Regions from separate parts of the Mus musculus genome. Here region 1 is linked to region 2. A link is a contact called in public promoter capture Hi-C data. All regions are on one chromosome and are shown on one strand. Each heading gives the region's core, a stretch centred on a gene start, on an enhancer-like site or on the middle of the called end of the contact. The rest is flanking DNA. Distances are from core to core; before and after follow the strand shown. Region 1 holds the start of Stx6 (syntaxin 6). Region 2 holds the start of Apobec4 (apolipoprotein B mRNA editing enzyme, catalytic polypeptide-like 4 (putative)).

Evidence for each region. Promoter capture Hi-C pulls out the DNA fragments that hold promoters and counts their contacts.
Region 1: a contact with region 2 is called in a promoter capture Hi-C map of pre-B cells, with 4 times the contacts expected there. The contact joins the promoter of Stx6 here to the promoter of Apobec4 in region 2.

The regions. Positions count from the first base shown.
Region 1 is chr1:155,155,057-155,161,918 of GRCm38.p6, reverse strand. Stx6 (syntaxin 6) reads right to left here and starts at 3,216. Exons shown (of 8, transcript NM_021433.3): 1 at 2,992-3,216. The coding sequence starts at 3,026.
Region 2 is chr1:152,744,596-152,752,412 of GRCm38.p6, reverse strand. It overlaps Apobec4 (apolipoprotein B mRNA editing enzyme, catalytic polypeptide-like 4 (putative)), which reads right to left and starts at 1,862. Exons shown (of 2, transcript NM_001081197.1): 1 at 1,649-1,862. It also overlaps a transcript of Rgl1 not described here.

The DNA.
Region 1 (6,862 bases), core at 1,967-4,466, 2.4 Mb before region 2:
GCAAAACCCACAGCAGTAATAATATTTTCAAATCTACTAACAGATGTTAAATTATTTTTACTTCTTTTTTAATGTAAGTAGTAGAAAATGTAAAATGATGCATGCTCATAATTCTAGCAATCAAAGGGCAGAGGCACGCTCAGAAGATCAAGGCTGGATTGGAATACAAGAGACTTGGCCACCAAAAAAACAAAAAAGTAAGAACAAAAAGAGAAGAAAGTGGAATTTGCTTTATATTTCTGCTCAACAGAAATTGGTTGGTTGGTTCAGTTTTTTGTTTGTTTGGTTTTTTGGTTTTGGTTTTTGCATGTTTGGTTAGTTTGTTTGTTTTGAGACAGTTTCTCCATGTAGTTCTGGCTGTCCTGGAGCATTTTGTAGACCAGGCTGGCTTCAAATTCAAGAGATCTGCCTACCTCTGCCTCTGGAGTGATGGGATTAAAGACCTGTGTCACCACCTCCCGCTTCCACTGAGTAGTTTTAAGCAAACACATCAAAAGACAGAAGAGCCGGGCAGTGGTGGTGCACACCTTTAATCCCAGCACTCAGGAGGCAGAGGCAGGCGGATTTCTGAGTTCGAGGACAGCCTGGTCTACAGAGTGAGTTCCAGGACAGCCAGGGCTACACAGAGAAACCCTGTCTCGAAAAACAAAAACAAACCAAAAAAAAAAAAAAAAAAAAGATAGAAGAAATAAAATGGAAGCAGGAAGCATGTCTCTTTTCTAAATCCCTAGACAGGAGAAAGAGGTCTAAGTTGTCTGAATTCTGCTACCTTCAAAACATCCCTGTTCCAATAGCTTTTCCCACCATAACAATTCCTAAGGCACTGCCTTTTCTCTGAACACCTGAGATGCTCATCATCTCTAGGAAACACTGCTACACTTACCGATCACCTGTCATGTCTACTTAATTCTGATGTGATTTATTCCGCTGATTACTCTAGAAGCACCTTGTTTCAGAGTCATATTTGAGGCATCTTTACTTTTTCTACCCTGTGATGCATTTTCAATAATCTTGTTTTTGAAACTTTGGAGAGAGAGAGAGAGAGAGAGAGAGAGAGAGAGAGAGAGTGTGTGTGTGTGTGTGTGTGTGTGTGTGTGTGTGTGTGTGTATGTGTGTGTGTGTGTAAATTCCTGCAGGTGGGTTCTGGGGATCAAATTCAGGTCATCAGGCTTGGCTGCATGAGCCCTTATCTACCAAGATATCTCAGTGGCCCTCAATCCTGTTAATAAAATGATGTTCATGGATATGCTATCACACATCCTGAGACACTGATGTGGCTGGCTTGTCTTTTCTCCTGCAACAAGTGACCGAGGACAGTGTCCTAATAGAGTAGTAATACCTAGTCAGCAAGTAAAGTAAGTGCTAGTAGACTTGCAGGGGTAAATACCAATATGGCTGAGCAATAAAGAACTTTCCATGTTTCCCTCAAAGGCGAACAGAGAAATCCGCTGGTTACCTCTGCTATCTACTCACTGCCAGAGATAACCTTTGCAACCTGAATGTCAAAAACTTCAGTTCTGGGGCTGGTGAGATGGCTCAGCAGACAAAGGTGCCTGCGGCCAAGCCTGAGACTTGAGTTAGATCCCTGAGACCCACGCAGTGAAAGAGGAGAAGTTCCTGCAAGTTGTCCTCTGATTTCCACATGCATGCCACAACATTCACTTACCACTCCACAAAATAAGACAAAAACCCAAGAAAACCCTTCCATTCAAGGGAAAAGTATACAACTCTAACTCTAAATTTAAAAACAAAACCAACTAAAATCTTAATCAATTCCATAATATAGAACACAATTTCCAGGTAGGCAGATTTTACTGTTAAATATATACCTTCCTATTCCCCGACTAAATTAAAGCAAGGCAAAAGAAAAACCCTTTTAAGGAAACGTAGAGACAATCTTAGCCAAGCTGGCCTTTAATCCCAGCACTCAGGAAGCAGAGGCAGGCAGATCTCAGTGAGTTCAAGGGAGTTACACAGAGAAACTCTGTCTCAAAAAGCCAAAAAAAAAAAAAAAAGCAGTCATAATATATTTGATTGTGCATTGACTGTACACACCAAGGATAGTAAAGTATCTCATTTTAAGTTTCCCAGGACTCTTAAATACAAAAACAAACACCCACACAACTGGTCAGCTTTTACCACTATACAAGTAAGATGCAAGTAGCAACTAGTTAAAAGCAAAGAACACTTTGCAGTCAGTAGAACTTACTCTGTCTTAACTTCGCAGTTCTCAGATTTTTGACATTTCTCTGACATTCAAAGCATAAAACTGACACATTATTAGAAATAAGTTGCGACATCATAATTGCGCTTTCTTGCTTTTGTGTAATGGCTACAAAGTTGATACAACAAAGTGCAATTGATGTTTTCATCTCCCAACAGATAAACAAAGATGGAGTCAGGACAGTTCTGTCGCAAAACGAGGGCAGTAGGCTTCTAAAAAGGCAGAACGTGAAGTGAGGGAAACCTGTCAAACACCCAGGATGAAACCAAGGAGTTCAATAGAAACACTCATTTCCTTCGACACGGTGGGAAAACCCCGGTGGCTCACAAGAAACCCTCGGAAAGTTTGGTTTGGCTGATTGCATATTGTTTTCCTTCCAACATCAGCACCCGGCCTGGAGGACTTTTCCTCCCCCGGGAAAGCGCGCGTCCTCCCGCACCGGCTCCCGCACCCGCTGGACACTACCGGGCAAGCCGCGGGGTGGCCGTCCCGAGCTAGCTCCACGACTCCACAATGGAGCTCGCCCCCGCGCACGCCCACTCCAAGAGGGCCATTTCCCTTTTCCTGCCCAGATGCTGTCGGCCGGCTCCGGCGCGTCGCTCCCCACCTGCGGCGCGCGACCCCGAGGAAGTGGCGGTGCGGGCCGATAGTGGGACCCCAGGGGCCCGGCCCCAAACGACGCGCGGTGTCCGAGCACAGAGGCTGTGTCGCCCTGCCTCGATTTCCCTCCCCTCTCTCTGAGGCGGGAGTCCTCGGCCCACACTCACCCCTTCACTACAAAGAAGGGGTCCTCCATGGACATGGCGCCCGGCCCGGCAGCCCGAGCCCTCCCTGAGGTCTACCGTGGCCAGCGCCTCGGCCGGGGCGACCCGGAGCAGCAGTGCGCGCAGACCCGGGTGCCCGTCGGCCGTCGGTCCAGCAGTCGGTCAGCGCCGCGGGTCGAATCCCACTCCAAGCCGGCCCCCACGGCAGCCTCCTCCCCCGGCACCTCCGGCGTCTGGCCCCGCCCCCAGAACCTTCGCCACTACCAATCATGGACGCGTACCGCAGCCTCACTTCCGCACTCAGGCTCACGTGACCCAGATCGCCCAGGCCCTGCGCCGGAGAGGGGCGGAGCCTAGCTTGCGTCACTAGGCCCGAGAGGCGGGGCTCTGGATAGTGGGGGCGGTCTTCTGCTGCCTGGAGAAGGCAATGAGGATTTTAAGAAAGCTGTTGCTGTGTCTGATTTGCATAGACCTTTTACCTTTTCTCTACTTTTAATACTTGCTTTTAACTCCCTGTGATTTACATGCCCATCTAATCATCGTCTTGCACTAAAGGATTCTCAAAAGATCTGATTATGGTAAGGTCTTAGGTCATGCAGTGTGTAAAGGCTGTATAAACATCCTCAATCAATACTCTTTTGGAGGACGATCCTACTGTTTCTAATTTGTTAGAGACTTCATTCTTTCCTGTACAGGGTCACACAACCCCAGACACACAGATCCACAGATCCCGGACATTTGTACTTCATTCTGAAAGCAAAGAAGGAGCCAGACGGGATCACTTCCTTTCAACTACGATTGCAGAACATCCAGAGCATTTTATATGGCACAATTAGACACACTGTGCGTAACTTCTTGGATGAGAACTGTGACCTTTGATTATTGATAATCACTGAGCAGTGACTGAGCATTGGACAGGATTCTAAGTTATCTCACTGTCACATTCCTATTATTTATCATCTTCATTTTATGAATGAGCTTGGACTCCGAGAGGTTACGTGACTTAGCCAAATTCTTTAGTCTCCTTGGAGCTTGCATCAAACAAATTCCCTTTGAACCTGAAGTCCCCCATTCAATTCCTCATCTTTAAGATGTAAGGTGGTGGTGGCACACACCATTAAGACCCGCACTCAAGGGGCAGAGGCAGATGGATCTCTATGAGTCTGAGGCCAGTCTGGTCTAATGAGCTAGTTCTAGGACAGCCAGGATGTGTAGGGGTGGAGTAGGAGGAATGTTATGTGAACTCTGAGGCCCCAATGCCGTCAGGGACCCCTGAAGGAAGCTGTTGTTTAGAGGACAGCAAGAGGACATGATAGAGGAAGGGAGGAGAAGAGAAGTGAGAAGCAAAAGTCAAAGACGCCAGGCTTCTCTGAACTCCTGAAGGAGCGGTGGGTGGCAGGTGTCGGGAAGGGGAGCTGCCGGGAGAGTTGCAGGCTTTGGCTACCTACCTACTGAAATTCAGAGATAAAATGTTCATTGACAATGGCATGTAAGTGGAAGAGCAGATGAGCCTGATCCTTGAAGGTCAAACCTCAGCTCTGCTAGTCCCAGAAGCCGTGTCAAGCCAGGTTCTTAATTGTTGACTGTCCTGTCTCTGGATGGATACCATAGTAACATCTTTCTCCTACAGTGTACAAAGTATTGGCAAAATCCAGCACACCTGAGCTTCTTTACTCTGCTCAGGGCACTAAGGACTCCGAGATGAATACTCTTGTCCCCAAGGAGCTCCCAGGCCTGTGGAGAGGAGTATTCAATTCCAGATAATGAGAGGGCACAGGTAACTGGAGAAATGCACAGCCTAGATAGCAGAGCTGAGATACCAGCGTATTTTGTGGGTGTGTGGGGCTGGGCTGGGAGGCTCCTAAACAGTGGCTAAAGGCAGGAAGGATCAGTGATGTAGACAAGCAGGGCAGCCTCTCAGGCCAGAAAAGAGAGCTGGGGTAGAGGGGTCAGTAGCAGCAGGGAGATACAGCCCAACACTGTGGCTACCAGTCATTCCTTTGGGTGTTACAGACCTCCACTGGTGCATGGCCACAATCTTGCCTATACCACAAATTTTCAGGATAAACTATGGTGAAGTCAAGTTAGCACATTTACTAAGTATATAGAGAGTGAGTTGTATAGGAAAGGGGCAGGCACAACCTCAAGACATGAGTGTGGGCTCTTCCACGGAAAGTCACTTAGATGTCTATGTGAATGATTTTGCAGCTTTTAGAAGTTTGAACTTCTCTACGGATGTAAAGTACAGGGTTTAAAGATTATGCAAAATCTAAATTAAGGTTTAAAAGTTAAGTAGGTGTATGAATTTGTTAGCCTTTTAAAAGGACTTTTTTTGTAGTAAATGAAGTTGTAATGTGCTTTTATGACGTGCATTATTTAGATTAGAGATGAAGGATCTAGAGAGATGGCTCAGTGGTTAAGAGCATTTACTGCTGGTACTAAGAATAGGAGTTCAGATTTCAGTACCTATGTTGGACAGCTCACAACCGCCAGTTAAATCCAGCTCCAAAGAATCTAACTCCCTTTTCTGGCCTTCACTACATTCATGCATGTGTGCGCGCACGCACACACACACACACATCAAATCTTAGATTTAAAGATGAGAGATGCCTGCCAATATGGTAAAAATTCAGGATTACAAACATTCTGGTCCTATGTAAGAATAGTTCACGGAAGTCAGTGAGATGAATTAGTGAGTAAAGGTGTTTACCACCAAGCCTGAAGTCTAAGTTCAATCCCTAGAATCCACACAATGGAAGGGAGAGAACTGATTCCCGCAAAATGTCCTCTGACGACCACATACACATTGTGCTATATGTATGCACAAGTATACACACACACACACGTGTAAAATTTAAATTAACAAGATTAAAATTAATAGACTAGTTCATTTACTGTTTTTCACATCAACCTTGAGATTTTTTTTATCTCTGTAGTCAATTTCTCTTTATCATTTGTATTACAATTCCTTGATTCTGTCAGCAGGAAAGGTAAATTAGAGCCCAGAGCAAGGAGAGTCTTCTTGAATGTTCCATTCACTTTCCTTGTCTCTCAAGCCTGCCTTAGCAGGCTAAGGCTGCAGGTGGGCAAGGCTAGGCGGTTGGGAACGTTGAATACTCTGTGTTCTGTCCTATAAGCCTAGGAACTCAGAGAAATAGCTGGGCCAGACTGAATAAGAATGGCCCAGCTATGATCATATGTTTGAATGCCTGTTCTCCAGTTGATGCAACTCTTTGGGAAGGATTAAGAGGTATAGCCTTGTTGGAGGAGGCATGTGGACTTTAAAGTTTCAAAAGTCCAAGCCATTCCCAATTAATGTGCGCTCTCGCTCTCTCTCTCTCTCTCTCCCGCCCTCCCTTCCCCTCTCCCCTTCATGGTTGTTGTGTCAACATGCAAGTTCTCACTTACTACTCCAGCACCATGTTAAGATGCCTGCTGCTCCCCACCATGATCATGGACTATCCTCTGGAACTGTGGGCCCCAAATTAAAGGCATCCTTTTATAGGTTGCCTTGATCGTGGTGTCTCTTCACAGCAATAGAAAAGCAACTAAGACACAGGCTTTGAGACAGGTGTCGAAGTGGCTAGAAAGTCACAGTGCAGAAGATGGATGAAAAGATAAGAAGCCAGGCTTGTTGTAATGAAGGCATGGAGGGAGGGTGCATTTGATAAAAGCTCTGGAGAACACAGAGGTAGACATTGTTGTTTCCTGATGAGGAGAAGTTGGTAAAAAAAAGAGGAAGAAGAGGGCCAGGGAGAAGTCTTGCAGCATTTGGAGCTGTCAGTGAGTTGGTTGCATCCCAAGGAAGAAATTCCTACTCTTTGGGAAAATGAGGCAGACAATGGAAATAGGGGACAAAAGAGGCTAGTGGGAG
Region 2 (7,817 bases), core at 613-3,112:
AAAATCTTGCTTGTAAGTCCTCCCTGAACCTCCTCGGCCAAACTCATCAGTCTGCTATCAAAGCTTGTTACGCCTAAGCCTAATTTTGTACCCTTAAGTATTGTGCCTTTTGTGTGGCTCACTGCTGAGCGACACCAAGCTCTCGACTCCCAGTTATAGTCCCAGTTTACCAGAGAAAAATGCTGTGCCACAATACAAGTGAAAAAAAGGAAGGCTTGTAAGATGATGTTGTGTGTGTAACAAACGCGCCAGAAAGACTAGCAGGGGCCCAGAGAGATGGCACAGGGTGTGTGTGTGTGTGTGTGTGTGTGTGTGTGTGTGTGTGTGGGTTGGCTCTCCAGAACCAACATAAAAGCAGGGCAGCCTATTTGTAATCCTGGAGCTCAAGGGAGACAAGAGAATCCTGGGCAAGATGTCGTGCCAGACTAGCCAAAATGGCAGGCTCCGGGTTCTGTGATAGAGCCTGTCTCAGAAAACAAAGGTGGAGAGCAGTGGAGAAAGACAGTAGAGGTCAGCCTCGGGCCTCCACGTTCCTGTACGCACAGATGCAGACACACTCCACCACGTGCTCACACAGTATGAACAGGGCACACACGCTCGACACATGCACTTGGAACAGACAGAAGGAACAGTGATGCCCCCCAGCAATCGGAAGACCAACTGGTACAGGTGAGGTTTTCTCCTTTATGTATCAGTGTTTTGTTCCACAGAAGATAGGGAAAGTACCCTGAGGGCCTTTTCTGCCTTTGTTATTATTTTTTAAGCTGATGTGTGGAACTAAGAATATGTGACCTGAAACTGCCATGAGGAAATCATGAGGTCCTTAGTCTTTTACAATAAAGGCAGCAACATGAAACTCCTGATTACTCTCCCCAAAATATCCTTATTTCTACCCCACTCCTGCCTGTGTTTCAGCCTTAGGCAGACACGGCACATTACTGTCTGAAAGGTGATCTTTATGACCAATGGCCTTGGTATAAATGAGGGTGCCCTGGAGTCCCATTTTTCTTAATGTCTTTTCTGTGACAACTATCTGAGGTTCTCTACTGGAGCTTTCTCTTTTTCTAGTCTTCCTGGGCTGTCCTTTCGCCAGCATGCTCTGAGGGAGAGAGCGCCACTCCCTTTAAGCTTTTATAGAACTCAGGGTTTATTGTATGAATTTGTTATTGCTTAGTCTTAAGTCGATTATTTCTATTGTCAGTCACCTATCCAGGTGTCTCAGGGCTACCTCAGCAGCCTGCACTGGCTCACAAGTCAAGTGGGTTCTGGCTTGTGTCCCGGGCTACTTGTGTTACTACTGCCCCCTCCCCTGCCCCCATCGTTTTTGCCTGTGTTTGGTACATATATGTTGCCCTCTGAAGAGCAAGCAGATTTGTTGGTAGTAAGCATGAGAGATGTGGGGAGCCCAACTTGCTGAAGGACTTTCTTTCATTGACAGTGGTGAGTGGCCCTGGACTGGCCGAGGGAGGACACGCTTCCTCCGTTTAACACAAACGCACACACAATGAGGACAGACTGCTCCTGCTTCAGCTAGGAGTGCTGCTAAGGCACAGTTCGCACTGGAGTAGTTGGAGAGTGGAGTTTGCCCTTCCCAATCCGTGTGCAATCTGCTCAGAGCTAAAAACAACTGTTAGCGGTTTATAATTACCATCTTTGTCTCCAGGCTTGGCTCACACTGCAGGTGTTAGAGGCACTGGTTCTTTGTCTTCTTAAAGTCCCATGCCTTGCTTCACGTAGATTCAGAGGGCACCTGTGCCATCAAGACTCGTCTCGGATACCACAGCAGGAATCCTTTTCTGTTTCTATTAGTTCTTTTAATTTTTTCTGGTCCAGGTTAGTTCTTGCTGAGGTGTGGCTGCCTCTAAGAACACTGTTGAATTGGTGCCATGGCAACGTTTGGAAAGTAGCTACTGCTAGGATACGGCTCTGACACTTATTACTTTATTTGCATATCAAACCACCTGTTCCAAAGATGAAAATATACATGTCTGCATACTTATTCCAGCCTGGATAAAAGGGTGATATCTGGTTAAGTACATGCGTTGAGTTTTTTCCCCTTGTGACTGTAAGAATAAAACCTCAGGTCCTCTTCTCAGCATCTCTTTCACATGTAGACTAGAATCCAGGCTTAGTGTGTGGATAAGGTTTGGGACTCTCTTGTCTGTGCAGTAGCCAGGGAGATCTGCTTTTCTGTTCCCTGAGCTAAAGTGGCTTCAGCTAGAGATGAAGGAGAGCAAGTTTGGACCAACAGACCCTAAGTCCACAAAGGGACTTCTATCTATCTATCTATCTATCTATCTATCTATCTATCTATCTACCTATCTATTTTTGGTAACATTTAAAGAAAAGATTTATTTTATATGAGAGTTTTGCCCTGCTTATTTATATATGAATGCAGTACCTGAGGAAACTAGAAGAGTATGTGTGAGCTCCTGAAGCTGGAGTTACAAACGGTGTCGAGCCACCACCTGGGTGGTGGGAACTGGACTCAGGTCCTGTGCAAGAGCAAAAGTGCTTGTGACTGCTGAGCCATCTTCCCAGCCCCAGAGGGAGTGTTTGACTTTGTCTAAACACAAATCATGGGAAGTGACAGCTCTTTCCTTCCTCTCAGAAGTTCCCTGGGGAACCCATGCTACCTGTATGCGTGGCTCTGTTCACGTGAGACAAGCATTGCTTTTGGTGCAGCCCGGCCTTTCTCTCTTCATCCTTTCTCACTCTCTCACTGGCCTCGTCTTCCTGCTCCCCATTTCTCAGACTCAGGACACTGCTCGTTGTGATCCCTTGTTCTTCCTCAGGCTACTTGAATGAGTAAGTGCGGACTCGCTGTGTAGTCTATTAGTTACTAGGAACAGCTTTTAAGCATAAGCTCTGATTCCTCAGGGAGAATGGGCTCCCAGAGGCACCTCCTGTTTGCTGGTTTTGGTGTTACTTCCGTTGTTGTGCTTCCGTTGTCAGACTCTGGTGGCCGTTGTCAGCTGTCCTCTCCCAGCCACGGGGCTCCCTGGAGGCTGGCTGTGTTCTCTTGGGCTCTGTGTTTCCCAGGGTCTCTAGTGCACTAGTCCGTTCTCAGCTAATGGTGTTCAGTTGCTTTTCTGTGGCACATTCGCTGTTGGATCTCATCCTTCCCTACCTACCTTTTGCCTGAATCACGCCCTTCTTGGTTTTGCTGTTACGTCTGGAACATCTCCTCACGGAATTTACTCATGACTGAAAGTTGATTCTCATACTTCATCTCCTGCTTAGTTCTAACAGTGATACTCCACCATACAGTAATATATAAAAAGTTGTGTGTGGTGGTATATGCCTTTATTCCTAGCAGTTGGGGAACGGAATAAAGTCTGGCAGATGTCTGTGAGTTTGAGGCGAGCTTTGTATTGAGTTCTAGGCTAGCCAGGGCTAGTAAGATCTTATCTATTTTTTTTTTAAGTAAATCTAAAAAATGTGGTAGTTTTATAAGCTTTTGAGATATTATATAATAAAAAAAGGACTTGGCATGCCATAGGTCTAGTCAAGCAGGAAAAGGAGGAAACAAGCCCCACAGACTTGTTGGTCATCCTGTGTGTAGCATGCAACTTCAGTGGTGGGTTAGATACTCACTAAATCATGTCCTAAAGAATGTTAAACCAGGCTGGGCAGTGGTGGCGCATACCTTTAATCCCAGCACTTGGGAGGCAGAGGTAGGAGGATTTCTGAGTTCGAGGCCAGCCTGGTCTACAGAGTGAGTTCCAGGACAGCCAGGGCTACACAGAGAAACCCTGTCTCGAAAAACTAAAAAAAAAAAAAAAAAAAAAAGAATGTTAAGCCAGAAGCAGCAGCAAACATGCACCATGTAATACATCCACTTGTGTACTTGGGTGGTTTTAGGAAGCTCACTGATATTTAAAATATATATTAAATTTCTAATTATCACATAACAATGGAAGATACTTATGTGTAATGATTAGGCTAATTGGTATAACCATCTTAGTTAGGGTTTTACTGCTGTGAACAGCCACCATGACCAAGGCAACTCTTATATAAGGACAACATTTAATTGGGGCTGGCTTAGAGGTTCAGAGGTTCAGTCCATTATCATCAAGGTGGAAGTATGGCAGCATCCAGGCAGGCATGGCGCAGGAGGAGCTGAGAGTTCTACATCTTCGTCTGAAGGCTGCTATCAGAATACTGACTTCCAGGCAGCTAGGACTAGGGTATCAAAGCCCATGCCCACAGTGACACACATATTCCAACAAGGCTACATCTCCTAATAGTGCCACTCCCTGGGCCAAACATATATAAACCATCACACTGTCACTTCAAATATTTATTATTTCTTTCTGTTGGAAACATTTGAAGTCTTCACATACTTTTGCAGCACACAATTAACTGTGGAATGTTAGAGGTTGTCCTTTTATCTCGTCGGACCGGACTCTGTACCTTGCCAGTCTCCTCACTACACTCCTTTCCTTTTGCTTCCCAGACTTTAGTGAGTAGTCAGGTGCCCTTGCATCTTCAGAGGACAGCCTTGTGTGTGGCCTGCCTTGCTTGAGAAAGGGCTTCAGTGTTTACTGCCACCATCTCTGGGTTTGCTGGCCTTGGAGCTTTCTGTGATTCCCCTGCCTCTGCCTCCGATGTCTCGGAGGACATGTTGAATACGGATGCTTGCCCTGCCTCTGCCTCCGATGTCTCGGAGGACATGCTGAATATGGATGCTTGTGCTGCTGCATCTGGCTTTTACATGGATTCTAAGGATAACCCTGAACTTTGTTTGTCCAAAGGAAACAAACACCACCACCACCAGCAGCAAAAGAAAGTTCTGCCCATAGTTCTGAAGCAGAACATTGCTGGTGGATGCTTAGCAGGAGGGAGAAGCTGCTGTCTCAGTCCGCCTCCCAGTTTCATAATCTTTCTGTTGTGTTTTTAAAGATTTATTTTACTTATAATGAGTGCACTGTCTCTGTCTTTGGACACATCAGAAGAGGGCATCAGATCTCAGTACAGATGGTTGTGAGCCACCATGTGGTTGCTGGGAATTGAACTCAGGACCTCTGGAAGAGCAGTCAGTACTCTTAACTGCTGAGCCATCTTTCCAGCTCCCTCATAATCATTCTGATGAACTATGTGCATCATCCATATCAAAGTATGTAGTTGTAATAAAGATTATAGAATTCGGATTTAAAAAGACCTTTACTCGGTTGGATATTTTAGTCAGTGATCGGCAGCCTGATTTGGGATATAGCCAAGATAGCTGCGCTTATGAAGGCTGCATAGGAGGTAATGCTCTTTTTGGGTGACAGAGTAATTTATATTTTATGGCTCCTGTTATTAACTTTTATTAGAGCACATCGTATTTAATTAATCACATAATCTATCTTGTGTTTCAGTTTGGTATAATCTCTCAATGCTCAAACCTACATAGTAAGTCACAGGGAAATGGGACTTGGATTTAAAAAGCAAGCCTGAGGTGAAGAAAGGCAGAGGACTCAGGAGGCTTTGTGGAGCTTGCCAGGTAGTTTGATGGAAGAGAGAGAAAGGAGAGGGTGGGCAGAAAGGAGGAGAAGACAGAAAAGCCAGGATCCTGGGCATGGTGGTTCAGGCCTGTGACCCCAGCAATAGGAACACAAAGGCAAGAGGATCAGGAGGAGTTTGGGATTATCATTGCTTATGTAGGCAGTTCTAGGCCAACCTGGGCTACACAAGACCTTATCTCAAAGAGGGGTGGGAGGAGCAAAAGATGGATCTTCTCATTTGAATTTGTAGATAAAATGGCCACAGGGTGGCAGCACAGTCCAAACTCCGGGACTGGTTGGCGGACACTTTAGCATTCTTCCTTGTGGATTTCTCTCATTGTCCAGGAGCAGCAAGCAGCAAATGCTGCGGATTAAAGGTGACTTCCCTGAAGGAGAGGGAAGGGTAGGGAAAGGTGCCACCGTGACCTCTGCACAGTACGCTCCAAAGAAGGCTTCAAACTGGCAGGACTCACTTAACATTCCAACCATAAATACAACTAAACTAGATCTAAAACACAATCATTCTTAAATGTAATACAAATTATTTTATGAAAGAACAAAATGGCAAATAAAACATAAGACCATTTTTCTACAATCAGTCCAACTGATCTGTACATTAAAAAAAATGAGTGCTTAATAAATGTATGCAGAATGCTTACCTGTTTTTTGGCACTGAGACTTGACCCCACAGCCTTGGGTGTGTGAGGTGAGCACTCCACCTCGGAACCGTGTGCCCAGCCCTGGCTTTGCCTTGGTAGTGTGTCCTTCTGTTGTTTAGCTGAGAAATGGTCACCAAGACCTGTGTGGTCAAGATTATACCCTAGGTTTCTCCCAGGCGTTTTAGTTTCCAGTCCCAGTAGCTAGATCTTTAATCCGTTTTAAGATTGTGTGCGTGTGCATGTGTGTGTGTGTGTGTGTGTGCAGTGTGGGACAGAGCTCCAGTTTCAGCCTGTAGCTTGTGGATAGTCCAGCTTTCCCAGTAACATTTGTTGACTAGAGCAGCACCTCCCACCCTGGTGGTGTGGTACCCTTGCTGAAAATCATTTGAGCATCTATGTCAAAGTTCATTTTGGGCCTCTGTATTCTGTTTTATTGGTACGTCTCTGTATGTCTTCCATTGTGTAAATACCAACAGAACAAAGAAAATAATTCTCTTTGTAGAAGAATAGAATAGAAAAAGGCATAGAATTACAAAAATGATACATGATGATTATTGAAAGTATGTGCATTGTTAATTAACATTGAGATTCACTGTGACTCTCATCAAACCCATGGAGTAGAAATATGTATGTTTTAAATGGTGTGTGTGGCTGGGCAGTGGTGGTGCACGCCTTTAATCCCAGCACTTGGGAGGCAGAGGCAGGTCTCTGAGTTCGAGGCCAGCCTGGTCTACAGAGTGAGTTCCAGGATGGCCAGGGCTACACAGAGAAACCCTGTCTCAGGGGTGGGGGGTGGGGGGAAGGTGTGTGTGAGCACACGTGCACACACACACGTGATGCACATCATGGTGAGTGTGTGGAGGTCAGAGGGCAGTTGGTTAGATGGTAGTGGGTTCTCTCCTTTTTCTTGTTTCATCAGGGTCTCGGGTTATCTCTGCTTCTGTACTGCATGCGTGTTCCAGGCTAGCTGCCTCACGAGCTCTGTGTGAGTCTCCTGTCTCCACTTCTCATCTTAGAATAGGGATGTGGGCTACAGATGTGGAGCATTGCACCTGTAATGTGCTGAGAATTGACCTGGCCTCTGCAGGTTTGCTTGGCTAGCAGTTTTAGTCTACCGTGATGTCTTTCTGGTCCTTAAACTCTATATTTACTGTTCTATGTACACATATTTTATAAACACTTTGTATTAGCGTGTTCATTTTCAAAATCTTTATTGTGACCAATCGGCTTGCTTTATCTGCTTAGTCTGTGTTGAATCAGTGTCAACACTAGTTAGAGGACATGATGTAGCTAACCTGTTGATATATTTTTGTTGAAAAGCATCATAACAAAGAAAACCAGTCAAAGAGGTGTTGATAGACACACAGGAAGACATTTTAGAGCAGTGTCAGGAGCTAAGGGTACCAATTCTAAATATTCATTTGAAATGGACCAAGATGTGTTCTCAGAATTCATCACCAGTCCTTTACCCATGATCTATTCTAACACTTTATCCCAGTCACATCCATTTAATTGAAATCTTATGCTAATAAAAGTGATGGCTAGATTTCAACAAATATCCTATATACTGGTCCTTTATTGTAGAGAATACAATACCAAATATTTTATGAATTTTATTAAATATTTGATAATCACTTTTTGCTGATGTGCTGTCAAAGTCATTAGCTGC